Linked DNA regions of Mus musculus: all the other regions are linked to region 2. The links are chromatin contacts, called in public Hi-C and HiChIP or PLAC-seq maps. All regions are on one chromosome and are shown on one strand. The core of a region is the stretch at or near the end of the contact, and the rest is flanking DNA. Distances in the headings are between cores, read along the strand shown.

What was found. A called contact is a pair of places that touch in the nucleus more often than the background predicts. HiChIP or PLAC-seq counts read pairs in DNA pulled down with a chosen protein or histone mark.
Region 1: a contact with region 2 is called in a Hi-C map of B cells, with 6 read pairs. The contact joins the promoter of Fdps here to the promoter of Pbxip1 in region 2. A contact is called at or near these places in 1 of 39 promoter capture datasets (pre-B cells), 2 of 484 Hi-C or Micro-C datasets (B cells and embryonic stem cells), 3 of 115 datasets of contacts at active chromatin or transcription factors (embryonic stem cells and pancreatic cancer cells) and 1 of 9 other capture datasets (liver).
Region 3: an H3K4me3 HiChIP or PLAC-seq map of embryonic hindbrain shows a contact between it and region 2, with 5 times the contacts expected there. The contact joins the enhancer-like site here to the promoter of Pbxip1 in region 2. A contact is called at or near these places in 4 of 39 promoter capture datasets (liver, macrophages, neural stem cells and 1 more), 6 of 484 Hi-C or Micro-C datasets (the AML12 cell line, B cells, bone marrow-derived macrophages and 3 more), 11 of 115 datasets of contacts at active chromatin or transcription factors (SST interneurons, VIP interneurons, bone marrow-derived macrophages and 8 more) and 3 of 9 other capture datasets (liver, macrophages and pancreatic islet).
Region 4: an H3K4me3 HiChIP or PLAC-seq map of bone marrow-derived macrophages shows a contact between it and region 2, with 2.7 times the contacts expected there. The contact joins the enhancer-like site here to the promoter of Pbxip1 in region 2. A contact is called at or near these places in 7 of 115 datasets of contacts at active chromatin or transcription factors (bone marrow-derived macrophages, embryonic basal ganglia, embryonic forebrain and 4 more) and 1 of 9 other capture datasets (liver).

Annotation. Positions count from the first base shown.
Region 1 is chr3:89,100,661-89,103,887 of GRCm38.p6, reverse strand. It overlaps Fdps (farnesyl diphosphate synthetase), which reads left to right and starts at 1,921. Exons shown (of 10, transcript NM_134469.4): 1 at 1,921-2,026; 2 at 3,057-3,219. The coding sequence starts at 3,079.
Region 2 is chr3:89,435,014-89,438,326 of GRCm38.p6, reverse strand. It overlaps Pbxip1 (pre B cell leukemia transcription factor interacting protein 1), which reads right to left and starts at 1,623. Exons shown (of 11, transcript NM_146131.2): 1 at 1,547-1,623. Pygo2 (pygopus 2) reads right to left here. Exons shown (of 3, transcript NM_001293768.1): 3 at 3,196-3,313.
Region 3 is chr3:89,757,945-89,761,079 of GRCm38.p6, reverse strand. Chrnb2 (cholinergic receptor, nicotinic, beta polypeptide 2 (neuronal)) reads left to right here. Exons shown (of 6, transcript NM_009602.4): 5 at 1-408. Among named protein-coding and RNA genes, the nearest start is that of Chrnb2, 5.1 kb to the left of the region's middle. Within about 2 kb of position 1,274, at least 11 of the 459 cell types and tissues checked have an H3K27ac peak or open chromatin away from gene starts, as enhancers often do.
Region 4 is chr3:89,795,505-89,798,757 of GRCm38.p6, reverse strand. No RefSeq gene overlaps it. Among named protein-coding and RNA genes, the nearest start is that of Ube2q1, 24 kb to the right of the region's middle. Within about 2 kb of position 1,852, at least 72 of the 459 cell types and tissues checked have an H3K27ac peak or open chromatin away from gene starts, as enhancers often do. A contact at or near this core is called in bone marrow-derived macrophages and liver, where this site is marked.

The DNA.
Region 1 (3,227 bases), core at 672-3,171, 330 kb after region 2:
CAATTTCTCCTAAAAGTCTTTGAGTGATCTTCCTTCCCTATTTTAGGGTAGGCTAGTTTGAAAACACACAGGAGTCCCAGCCCTCGGGAGGCAGAGGCAGGCGGATTTCTGAGTTTGAGGCCAGCCTGGTCTACAGAGTGAGTTCCAGGACAGCCAGGGCTACACAGAGAAACCCTGTCTCGAAAAACCAAAAAAAAAAAAAAAAAAAGAAAACAGACAGGAGGACCAATTGGCTCACAACTGTTGTGTAAATATGTCATGAACTGCCTTGAATCAACAGTGGCTATGCTTTCAGAAGAAAATGTTCACAAAGCCTTTGTTCTAACCTGAGAGACGTTTGCCTCTGCTCAGGAGTGTGAGGAAGGAGCCAGTCACCTTGGAAGTCCACCATCGCTATTACTCAGTAGTCACAGCCCTTCCCACGTCGGCCTGCCTATCAGGGAGTCTACTGCCTTTTCCCTCAGTATGAGATAACCATCTTAATTTATTCTTTTCCATTTGCAAAGCCAGTGGTTGACAGCTCTTCTCTTCTTGCACAGACTTGGCATCCTGGCAGTTAATTGGGTATTACCATGAGTTTGTTTCATGACTATTTTTGTTACCCTGGCTTGTCTGTTTCTTATGTTGTTACTGTCCAAAGGAGCTCTAAAGAAAACTCCATTTCCTCAAATTCTGACCAAAACTAGCATTCGTTAGGAACTTGTGAAACCGGTTCCCCTTTACCAAAGGGGTTACCCTTACATGGGCAGCAGAAGGGACAAAAATTATGCCGGCCTCCAGGCTCCCCCAGTATATCCAGGCTCTCACAGTATATCACATGTTCCTGGCTCTTCTCAGCTCCCCCATTATCCTAAACGTCTCTATCTCAGGAGCTTCTCTTCCCTCACTTCACATTCTTATAACCTCGGCTATGCTGTTTTGGCCCTCCCTTAAGCTCCCTACCTTCTCTTATGCATGGTCTAGTCCCCTCTGCGAGCCATGTTCAATCTACTATTTTCTCACTCTGTGAGTTGAAGTTTAGCCAGGTCTACAGTGAGAGTTCCAGGACAGCCAGGGCTACATGGAGAAACCTTGCAGAATAAACCAATGTGTAAAGTTTATCTTGTCTAGACCCTTCAACCTTTTAGTCCGGAGTGGTAGTGGTCTCTTTCTTTGGGACAATGAAACTTATTTCTAATACTTCAAGGACAAGTCCATTAATGTCTGAGGTGGTTTGTAGTTTCAGGTCTCTTTTCTGATCGCGATGGGGTTTGGGGTGGAGTAAAAAGGAGTCAACGTGGTGGGCTGGCAAACTGTGAGGCCGAAAGTTCTAACATCTGCTTTGAGTTTTTACCTTTTTGCTTCAAGGGCGCCAAAGTACCTGGGGGAAAGGTGTTGTTTTCTCTCATATAGTCATATAGTCTTCCAAGTAGCCTAAAACTCATTACACGACCCATATTGGTTTTAACTCTTTTTTTTTTTTTTCCCTCCAGCCCCACCCCATGGCTTTAACTCTTGATCTTATTGCCTCACCCCTTCTAAGGGCTGGAAAAATGAGCGACTTCACCTAACTAGAATCAAAGATGTAAGAAGTGATTTGCTAGAGTTGGAAATAGGAAGCTGCAAGGCTGGTTATTCCGGGATCTTAGAAACACTGTCAACCAGAAGCACTGGAAGAACTATAGCTAGGAATTAGATAGCCAATTTCCCAGGCTTTCGGTATGGGTGTACCGACACCGCCGACCGCCTAGTGGGCTGATGGTCCGCGCGCCACCCTTTCATTGGCCAGCCGTCACAAGGCCCATGCTCACACGAGGTAATTTAGCCAATCAGCGAACTAGGCCACACCCACCCTGAGACACAAGTCTGAGTTTCTTGCCGCCTAGTCCGTGGCATGCCGGGAGTCGTAGTTTTATATTTATGTTCTGCCTCCTGAGCCTGGAGACTGGGAACTACAACTCCCAGAGTGCTGAGCGGATGCACGCTCAGCTTTTAGGTGTAAGCCGCAAACATCTTGGACCCCGGGAGAATCCGCGTTGAAGAACAGGTGAGAGCTATTGTTGGGGCTGGAGCTGAGGTTTACCCGTGTCTCGGATCGGGTGAAGCTCCGAGGCACTAAAGGACCAGTCCGTGTTGGAGTTACGGGGCTTGGGGTCGGTGGGCCAGAATGAACGGTTTGCTTGTGCCTTCGTGAATTTCTAAACGCTGGCGTCTTCCTCAAGTCTTCCGTACGCCAGGCCTTTAGTTTACTCTTGTGAGTCCTCCCACGCCCACCTGTTGCTCGGAGGCCGGCTGCGGTTAGCACCAGTGCCGGGACAGATGACAAGCGCACAGCACCTTCGGCTCCAGTCCCCTCATTGGGACTATCTAAGAGCTTCCCTCTCTTTCCCCTACATCCGGACTCCTGGGTTCCAGCTTTGGCTCTTCGTCAGCTCAGCTCTCTTACATTCACTGAACCTCAGTTCGGTGTCTCCATTAACATTGTGACTTAAGGACCTTGCATCCCGTAATTCCCGTAATACAATGTTCCGAATTGTAGTGAACGCAACCTTGGAAGTAGAAAGTGTTCAGTTTTAGCCATTTTCGGTTTAAGTGAAGATCTATTGGATCTCAGTCACTCCGACAAACTTTTCATTTCCTGTGTGTTTTTTATGTAATTCTTGAGTTTAGAAGCGGGGTGGGGCGTTCTAATGCAGGAGGTAACAAGCTTGGCTTGGGGGATACCTTAGGTAACTGCTACCAAGCATCTGCCTTCGGTGCTTGCTCCTGCAGGGAGTGCTTGGTGCCCCCACCCCCATGCACACCCAGGATGCCCCTGTCCTGCTGGCTGAGATCTCTGGGGGTCTTCCTGCTGCCAGCCCCCTGCTGGGCACCCCGGGAGAGGTGGCTTGGTTTCCTACAACGACCCTCCCTGGCATATGGGTGTCCAGTCCTGGGGGCCTGGCACAGTGCCCGCTGGTGGTGCCAAGTGTGGACAGAGGAGCCTCGGTGAGTGTGGTTGGGGTGTGGGGCTTCGGGGAGGGAAGCACCCGAGCCACCCTCTCATTTGTTTGTGTGTGTGTTTTTTTTTCCCTCAGAGCATTTAGCTCCTCTGTCAGAATGAATGGGAACCAGAAATTGGATGCTTATAACCAAGAAAAGCAGAATTTCATCCAGCACTTCTCCCAGATCGTCAAGGTGCTGACTGAGAAGGAGCTGGGACACCCAGAGATAGGGGATGCTATTGCCCGGCTCAAGGAGGTGAGGCA
Region 2 (3,313 bases), core at 374-2,873:
CGGGGGTTGTGGCAATTACCATCGATAAATTACATTAAGATCTGCAAAATGGGGGGTGGGGAACTGGGTCTCTGATCCTGTCCCTTGCTAATCACAGCTAAGGGCAGCTGGGGTTAAGGTATCACCCTCTACTTCCAAAGACCAGCATAAAGCAAGGCTGTGCCCTTGGGCTAGGGCGGTGCAACCGGGATCAAGTAAGAGGATGGAGTGACAGACAGCTAGCTGACCCACTGGCAGAAAAGGCAGAATGTGAAATTTGACTGTACCAGCCAAATGCTCCCCAACTACTCCCACTGGGTTTAAGTCCTGCATGATTGCCTTAAAAAACCCTGTGGCTCTGGGGCTGGTGAAATGGCTCAGCAGGTAAGAGCACCAGACTACTCTTCCGAAGGTCCTGAGTTCAAATCCCACCAACCACATGGTGGCTCACAACCATCCCTAACGAGATCTGACTCCCTCTTCTGGTGTGTCTGAAGACAGCTACAGTGTACTTACATTAAATAAATAAATCATTAAAAAAAAAAAAAATCCTGTGGCTCCTGTTGGGCAAGATTCAGGCCCAAGATAGGTAAAGGACATCTAGTGGTGTCTTCCACAATGCTCATGTCTCCTAGACACTGATACCCATCCCACACAGGGACAAAACAATTGCAATGACTTCCCTATACCAAGTCCCCAAAAAACCCCGAACTCCCCACCCCCTTCTTCTAGTGACACCCACACAGCCATCTTCCTTCAGCTTTTGGCTCTCAGTCCCTCCACTGTCCTGCCATCCCCAGTTGCTGTGTGTGACTGTTAACAGGTGGCAGCAGGAAGGAAGTGGCCACAGCAGCTAGAGCAGAGGTCCCTGTTTATCCCTGGCTGTTTACAGCCTGCTCAGGTCCTCCAGAACTCAGCACCATGGCAACCAGGGTGATGTCAGACCCATCGTCTCCATGGAAATCGGCAATGGTATGGTATTTAGGTCAACAAGACAAACCTAAAACTGAAGCAGAAGTCTTCCTAGAACCCCTGCACTCGGGGTCCCAACCCTTGATACCAAAAAGCATCCCCGCTTTCCCAGGCCGGCACATCGGCACATTAATACCTTATTAGGAAGCCTGTCTAAGCAATCCAGAGCCCACTTAGCTGCCACCCTTCCCAGCTGTGATTTTAGGGCAGTCTTTGACCTCTAAGAAGAAAACCCACCCACTACTCTCTCTCCCCTTTTCACTCAGGCAGGATTTCACAAAAACTTCTGCTGTTTCTAAAAAAGAGAGTGTTCCCAGTCTGCACAAAACTGGGAAGTCTGGTTTGATATGCCCTTGATTGTCTCTAACTTCCTTCTCTGTCTGACCTTTAAAGGGAAGGACCTGGGACCACAAAAACTTGCCTGAGTTCCTGCTTCGGAATCATCTGTCTCCCTCCTTCCCCGCCCTTCGGTCCTGTGTTGGGCAGTATGTGGACGCCGGGGCTGCCCACTCCTTTTATACAGCTTTGCCCTCTTTTGTTATCTGGGGATAAAGTGGGAGTCTGTAACGCCCCTTCCCGGCAAGGACTCCTTTACCTGACCCAGCTCCTCGCTTCAGTCTTCAGCTTAACTTGTTGCAACCTCCCAGCCCAGGAAGACAAGAGGGGAGTCACGTGGCTAGTGTTTGACCAGTGAAAAGTCGACTTCCCCGCGGGGGGGGGGGGTGAGGGGGAACTTTTGACCAATGAAAAGCTGGACTTGAACGCCCAGGCAGGGGAGAGAAGGTCTACGCAGTACCTCTCTCCCTTGGTTTATCTTTTTTGGTGGGCAATTTGGTCTCCAGCAAAGTAAATTTGGGAGACCTCCCCTCTTTTCTCAGTGTCTAGTGTCTAGTAGGAAGACCTAAAACTGAAAGGTGCTGTCTGATGAGGGGGCAAGGACCAGGTGCCATGTTGGTCCCAGGATAGACAGAGACAGCTGTAGGATGGGGGATGGGGTCCAGTGCAAGTTGTGGGTTTAGAAATAGCCCTCTCACCACTCTTATCCGCCCCAATGCAGACTAAGGATGCCACTACTTTGGATATGGAAGACGGCCAAGCATGGTGGTGCCAGCTCCTGGGAGACAGAGGCAGGTGTGCAGGTGGATCTCTTGAGTTTGATATCAGCCAAATCTATATATAGTGAGTTCCAGGCCAGTGAGGGCTACATAGTGAGATCCTGCTACACATGCACACGCACACCCTGTGGGATGTCTTAGCTGGGTAAAACCTCCACGTGTGCACATGTTTGCACCTCAAGAGATCATACAGACACAAGATAATAAATTTTTAAAAAATTAATGGAGGGAGGTGCTATAATCCCACCACTGGAAAGACTGAAGAAGTGGATGTTGAAGTCCAGCCTGGGCTACTAAACAAATCCCAAACCAAAACCAAACTAAAACAAAAGCAAAAAAAAAAAAAAAAAAAAAAACTCAAACAAAAACAATGGAAGAACCGAGGCAGAAAAGCATCCACAAATTAAAGTCAGGGCTGGATGTGACCCAGCAGTGGAGCGCTGTCTGTCATCTGTAAAATGGAAGGGGAAGCATTTAAGAAATTTCAAATTTTTATGTGGATGGGTGTTTTGCCAGCATGGCTGTAGCATTCTAGAGTTACAGATGGTTGTGAGCTGCCACGTGGGTGCTGGGACTTGAACCTGAGTCCTCTGGAAAAAAACAGGAGTTCTTAACTGGTGAGCCATCCAGCCTGAAAACTCATATTTAAAACCAACCAACCAAACAAACAAACAAAAACCCCACCTTACTTGTGTGTGAGGATACATACCAGCCGTGGGACACAGGGCAGAGGGCAAGCTGCCATGTCAGTTCTCTCCTTCCACCCATGGGTTTCAGAGATTGAACTCAGATCCTCAGGTCAGCCCAAAGTATCTTCACCTGTCACCTCCTTGGGCACCCCAAATAAATGTCTGAAATAAAAACTCTGGACGCAAGGGAACTGGAAGGTTTAAATCCAGAGCTCAGGCCCTGATGCCAGAGGCCTTGGCTCCAACCCCATCTGGCTTCCGACTAGCCCAAGAATTGCTCCAAAAGCGGAGGTTCCCACATTGAGGATCTACAAAGTGGAACAGGGAGGCTGGGAACCTGCTCAGCTCAGTAGCTTGAGCAGGGACAGCCTCAGGCTCTAGGCATCCCCGCTAGCAGGGGCTCAGCCTAACGGTTCTGCGGATGAACAAAGGAGTCCTTGTTTGGATTTTCAAGTCATTTTATTAATCCAACCGTACAAAAAGATCCTGTAACCACATCCCTGCCAACCCACTTTCTTCCAAAAGGTAGCAGAGAAGAACAAGGGGATGGGCCCTCCC
Region 3 (3,135 bases), core at 25-2,524, 320 kb before region 2:
TTCTCCATCGTCACTAGCGTGTGTGTGCTCAATGTGCACCACCGTTCGCCTACCACGCACACCATGGCGCCCTGGGTCAAGGTGGTCTTCCTGGAGAAGCTGCCCACCCTCCTCTTCCTGCAGCAGCCACGCCACCGCTGTGCACGTCAACGCCTGCGCTTGCGAAGGCGCCAGCGGGAACGTGAGGGGGCAGGCACACTATTCTTCCGCGAAGGTCCTGCAGCTGACCCATGTACCTGCTTTGTCAATCCTGCATCAATGCAGGGCTTGGCTGGGGCTTTCCAGGCTGAGCCCGCTGCAGCCGGTCTGGGGCGCTCGATGGGCCCATGCAGCTGTGGCCTCCGGGAAGCTGTGGACGGTGTACGCTTCATTGCGGACCATATGCGAAGTGAAGATGATGACCAGAGTGTGAGTACCAAGGGTGAGATAGGCATGTCGGGAGCAGAAACCCCTGTGTGCGGGGAGTAGGTGTCACTTAGGGTCACAAAGCAAGGGTACAAGGGAGGGGCAACGTGATTGAGGACTCAGCAGGGTAGGCTTCCAGATTGGCTTGCCGGTGTTGGTGTCTGTACCAGATGACCTTGTAGCTCCCAGAGGACTAGTATTCAGGGTGAGATGTGTCAGCTAAGGCATCATTAGTGTGAGAGAGGTGACTAGGAACTTTAGGGCAGGGAGAAGTTCTTTTGGGCCCGAGGGTGTCACATGGACACTTCCAAGTTGTTAATGCGCTGCTGCTCTTAGTGCAAATGGAGATGAGTCCTTGCGGACCACAGAGCGGGCAACTGGGATGATGATGGACGGGGAAAGGAAAGTTTAGAGGTTCCATGGGGCTGGTCCCAGCAGAGAAAGCAAATAAAATCAATAGCCCGTTTCTACTGTCCTGGGCCTTGAAAAGAGTCTAATGAAATATTTATAGAAATGGGGTGGATAGAGGCCAGGGCTCTCCAGATGGTCTCACCCTCTTCTGCACCCCCAGCTTCTGGCCTTTCCTGCCGTCTCCCCAGAAGGAGATTCCTTGAGACTAAGCCAGGAGTTGAGGGAAGGTGCGATGGGTTAACATCCTGCCCCCCATTTTGGGTACCATCTGGCCTTCCCTGAGATCAGTGTTCAGGTACCTGACTGGTTCTAAGCCAAGGCTCAGTTGTTGCCATAGTGACCAGCAAGGTTTCCTCTGGGACTCTGCCATTCCAGCTGGGGAAGGATAAAGGGCAGGCACTGTGGTTTATGTTGGGAGCTGAGTTCAGACATCTTCTCCCTCCCTCCTCCCCCCGACTGCAGACAAGCATGGGAGAGGGAGAGAGGCTGAGACTGGAGATGAAGGAGCCAAGGCTAACTGGGTGCAGGGCTCAGCAGCCGCTGCATCTCTGGCCTCCACCTCCGCTGCAGTCCATCATGTAGCCTGCATTTCAAGTCAGGCGCTGAAGGTGCAGTGACCTACTTGGATGCCTCAGAGGCATCTAGACCTCAACACGCCCAAACCCAAGTGCGTGCTCTACACCCCCAACCTGGCCCTAACTTGCCCCTAGTTTCCCTGTCTTGCTGGAAATGGCATTCCCTGGGCTAAGCAGTTCACACTGAAACCTGGTGATGCCTTTGCTCTCTCTCCCTTAGTGCTCACCACTGATGTTTTCAGAAGTCCTGTCCTGGGAGCACCACCTCCAAGGTGATTCCCTGCTTTGTCCTTTTTCTGTCACTTTCATGCTAACACCCTGGTCCTTGAGCTCCTGTCAACTCTTGTGTGGACCAAGGGAGAATCTCCCAACTGCCTCCCTGTTCAGCTTCCTATGCGCAGTTAAATAACCCACACCCCCAGGCTGGTGACTTGCTCCCTTGCTTGGGTCACCAGCTTGTCACTCAGTTGTCTCTAGCAAGCCAAGCTCTTTCCTGCCCTCGAGCCTTTGCATCTGGGTCCCTCCACGAGAACAGTCTTTGTTTTAGTTATTCTTCTCATTGTTGTGACAAAATTCTCTTGAGGAAAGCAGATGTAGGGACTGCAGGCTTTGTTTGGCCTTGCAGTTTGAGATTACAGCCCAAGGCGGGGAAGGTGGTAGCAGGAGCCTGCAGGTCCTGTTTCAGTCTGGAAGCAGGGAGAGGGGAATTCTGAGATCAACAAACTTTTCCATTTCTCCTTCTGCCTGGGACCCTAGCCCATGCAATGAGTGCTGCCTGCCTCAATTAATCCAATCTAGAAAGATTCCCCATAGACGTTTGTTCCCATGATGATGCTAATCTCATCAAGCTGATGATATTACTCTTTCCTCACCCCCCCCCCCGCCCCCAAAACAAAACCAAAACCCTGTTACTGTTATTATTTGGCCCTGTTCTTTAAAAGTAATCATGTAACCTTGACTCCCAAACACTTGGATGTGTCTCTTCTTAAGACCAGAGATGCTCTCCTGGTGATACAGGGTGAGCATGTGAAAGGCCCCAAGTTCCAACTGCTATCAACAACCAAAGTAGCAATGAAGTGCCCGGCTTCAAAGACCCAATTCTGGAAACAGAACAGCATCAATACTTTTAGCACTGTACAGTGCACATTCAAGCTTTCCCGACTGTCTCAGTAGCATCCTTCCTAGGAGCATCATTAGACCTAGGAGCCCAAGGTGCATTGTGTTGCCAAGCCTCATTGCTTCACTTCCTTGGCTTTCTTTGCCTTTCTTGGGACAGTTTAAAGGGGCAGGGCTGGGATGCTGTTCTGCTGGGTTTGCCTGACCATGACTTCAGTGTGGATCTGGAACAGGGCTTCCTTCCTACCCAGCAGAGCTTGCTGTAAGCGTCATCTCCTAGAAGAGGCTTTTCCAGGCCCATCCCATCTTCCTTCTGTTTCTCCATCCTAGTCTTCCATCCCCTCTCACTGTATGATCTCTGAGAGGTTTATTGTCTCTGTCTCCTTGAAGATACTCAAAACCATAGGGTTCTTCACTTGGTTGTGTCTCCGAGCCTTGCAGGATGCCAGGTCTGTGGCAGGCCCAACTGTGACTTCAGTGAGTGACTGTTTGGCTGCCAGCTACATGAATTGCACAGTTGCTGGCTCCCTATCTTGTGTCCTGTGATCTGGCTGGGGCCCAGATAAACACATACAAAAAGACAGGACTCAGTCTGGAAGAGAAGCTGGCTTTTCCTGTGACCCTGTAG
Region 4 (3,253 bases), core at 603-3,102, 360 kb before region 2:
TCTCATCTTATGACTCACAGGCCATGCTCCCTCACTGAGGGCAGACAGGGCAAGAACCTGGAGTTGGGAAATGAAGCATAGGCCATGGAGGAATGCTTATCGGCCTGCTCTCCGTCTTAGCTACTTTTCTAGTGCCCTGAAGACACCAGGACCAAGGCAACTTACAGAAGACAGAGTCTACTGGGGCTTACAGATTTAGAGGGTGGGCCCATGACCATCATGGCAGGCAGGAAGGCAGCAGGCAGGAAGTCATGGTACTGGAGCAATATCTAAATGAGAACTTACCTCTTGACTCATAAACAGAAAGCAGAGAGAGCTAACTGGGAATGATATGGGATCTTTAAACCTCAAAGCCCACTCCCAGTGACACATCTCTTCCAACAAGGCCACATCTCCTGATCCTTCCCAAATCATTGTTCCACCAAGGAGCCCAAGTATGTGAGCCTATGAGGGCCACTCTTATTCAAACCACTACACTCTCCATGGCTTGTTCCGCTTGCTTTTTACATAACACAGGACACCTGCCCAGGAGCAGCACTGACCACTATGAGCTGGACCCTCCCATATCAACCACTAAGAAAATGCCCTCCTGGCCAGTCTGAGGGAGGCATTTTCTCACTTAAGGTTCCTTTTCTCAAATGACTCTAGTTTGTATCAAGTTGATAAAACTGACCATGTATGTTGTTGTACATACACATCACAATGTATATGTAGTTAAATCTAGATGCTGCTAGATTTCTGTCGAGAGAGAATATGATATTTGTCTTTTTCTCTTCATTACCCCTTTCTGTTCCCCATCCTGCCTTTTAGGTCTTCCCCTTCCCCCACAAAGTTCTTCAACTGTCATATCATACATACATATATATCATATATATATATAATATATGATATATATGTATATATATACACATATATACATATCTCACATATATCCACAAATCCATACACACACATATATATCATATGTATATATATATACACACATATATGTATACGTGTACATATACATATATATCATATATATGAATGATAGGATCTCTCCTGGCTGGCCTCAAATTCACAGAACTCCACCTGCCTCTGCCTCTTTTTTTTTTTTTTTTTAAAGATTTATTTGTTTATTTATTTATTTATTTATTTATTATATGTAAGTACACTGTAGCTGTCTTCAGATACACCAGAAGAGGGCATCAGATCTCATTACGGGTGGTTGTGAGCCACCATGTGGTTGCTGGGATTTGAACTTCGGATCTTCGGAAGAGCAGTCGGGTGCTCTTACCCACTGAGCCATCTCACCAGCCCCTGCCTCTGCCTCTTGAGTGCTGGGATTAAGACACTATGCTTGTCCCTGTAGTTTTAAAGGTTTCCTTATTTAATTTTGTGTGTATGGGTGTTTCCTGCATGTATGTGTGTGCACCACATGCATTCCTAGTACCTGTGGAAGTCAGAAAGGGCCATTGAGTTCCCTGGAACTTGAGTTACAGAGGGTTGTAAGCCACAGCATGGGTGCTAGAACCAAACAGTTTTGAGCCAGTCTTCTCTCTCTTCTCTTCTCTCTCTCTCTCTCTCTCTCTCTCTCTCTCTCTCTCTCTCTCTCTCCCTCTCTCTCTCTCTCTCTCTCTCTTTCTCCCCATTATTCCACTTTCTTCTTTCCAATTCTTTTCTGTCTTCCCTCCATCCTGTGGTTGAGTTTATCTGCTGAGAGTTTGATTCTTACATATTTTTTTTCTATTTTAAAATGTCTGTTTAAAGATATTTTAAACCTTTGTAAGATTTCCCTCTGGTTTTATATGCCTCGAACGAGAGTTCCTGTTTCTTACTCACTTTAAGGATGTTTGCAATTTGTGCTGACACATTCTTTCATGTCTGCCATAAAATGTTTGTCAGGTAGTGTGACATCTGTAGCATCTTGCTGTTGGCAGGGCATGGCTGTCTTGTTTTTATTCTTTTTGAGTTTTTTTTGTGGGGGGGCTCTGGGTTTGATGAGTTTTGGGAACCTGGATATTTTCTTCTTATAGTCATGTGACTGGATTTGAAGTTTTTATTTGTTTATTTAGTTTTTGCATGTGAGTGTTTTGTCTGTGCATCATCTGCACCACTAGCAGCTTCAGAGGCTAGAAGAGGGCTAGAGATCCCCTGGAACTGGAGTTGAGAACAGCTGCGAAGTGGTCATGTGGGTCCTGGGAAGTGAAACTGTGTCCTCTGCAGGAGCAGCCAGAGCTCTTAAACGCTGAGCCAACTCTCCGGCCCTGTGACTGGCTTTGTGGTTCCTGCCCTCATTGACACTGCTCTGACAGGGGAAGAGAGTGAACTACAAGTCCAGTGTCTTAAGGTGACGATTCCTCTCACTGCTGGTTCTTTTCCTGACAAGAGTCCTGTGGAAGGCCATTTCCCCTTCCCAAAAGGACTGACTCTTCCATCAGCTTCCTCTGACCTGCACCAGTAGGGAGAGAGAGAGAGGGAGAGTTTTATTCCTGCTGGGCAAGCATGGATGTCTAAACTTCTCAAGTGATCTCCCTCGATGCTGAGGCTGGGCACGGGAGAGTGTGGCTTCTTTATTTCCTGGAGGATGAAACATCTGCCTGCCTGTTTAGACCTCTGTGATACCACAGAGGAGGGTATCGAAGCAACTTACTTGGAAGTCTGAGCTATCTTCACTGCTTTGGGGTGTGTGTGTGTGTGTGTGTGTGTGTGTGTTTGCAGAGAGAAGGCACTTCAGTCAGAATAGAAGAGTTATCTTTTGGAGGTTTTCTCTCTTGCTAGGCTGCATTCTGGTGCTTTGCCTGGAGGAGGCAGGCTTGGGTGGGGGAGCGTTTGTCTATGTCTGCTGGAATTCTGGGGCTGCAGTCTATGAGTCTGGAATGCACACAGCACAAAAGAATCCCAGAGACTCCATCACCATGTACATTGGATGCCAAGGTCTCTAGGCAGTCTGTCATCTTCTCGTCACTTCTGAGTCATCTTAGATACGCTTCATATCCAGCAGTCTGGCTTTTCTTCACTTAGCTCGCAGAACAGGAAGGATCATGCCAATCCCACCCCAGGGTGGAGGTCCTTAAAACGGAGTGTACATTTTTAAATGGTTGTGAAAAGCCAAAAGAAAGGATCTTCCGGTATATTGTCAAGGCAGACATGGTGGTGCCTGCGTGTAATTCAGTACTTTGAGGACTGAGGCAGGAGGATCATGAGTTCCAAGATGCCATTATAGATGCATGGTACAGCGTCAGGAGGAAGATGCACACTTGAGGGCACGGAG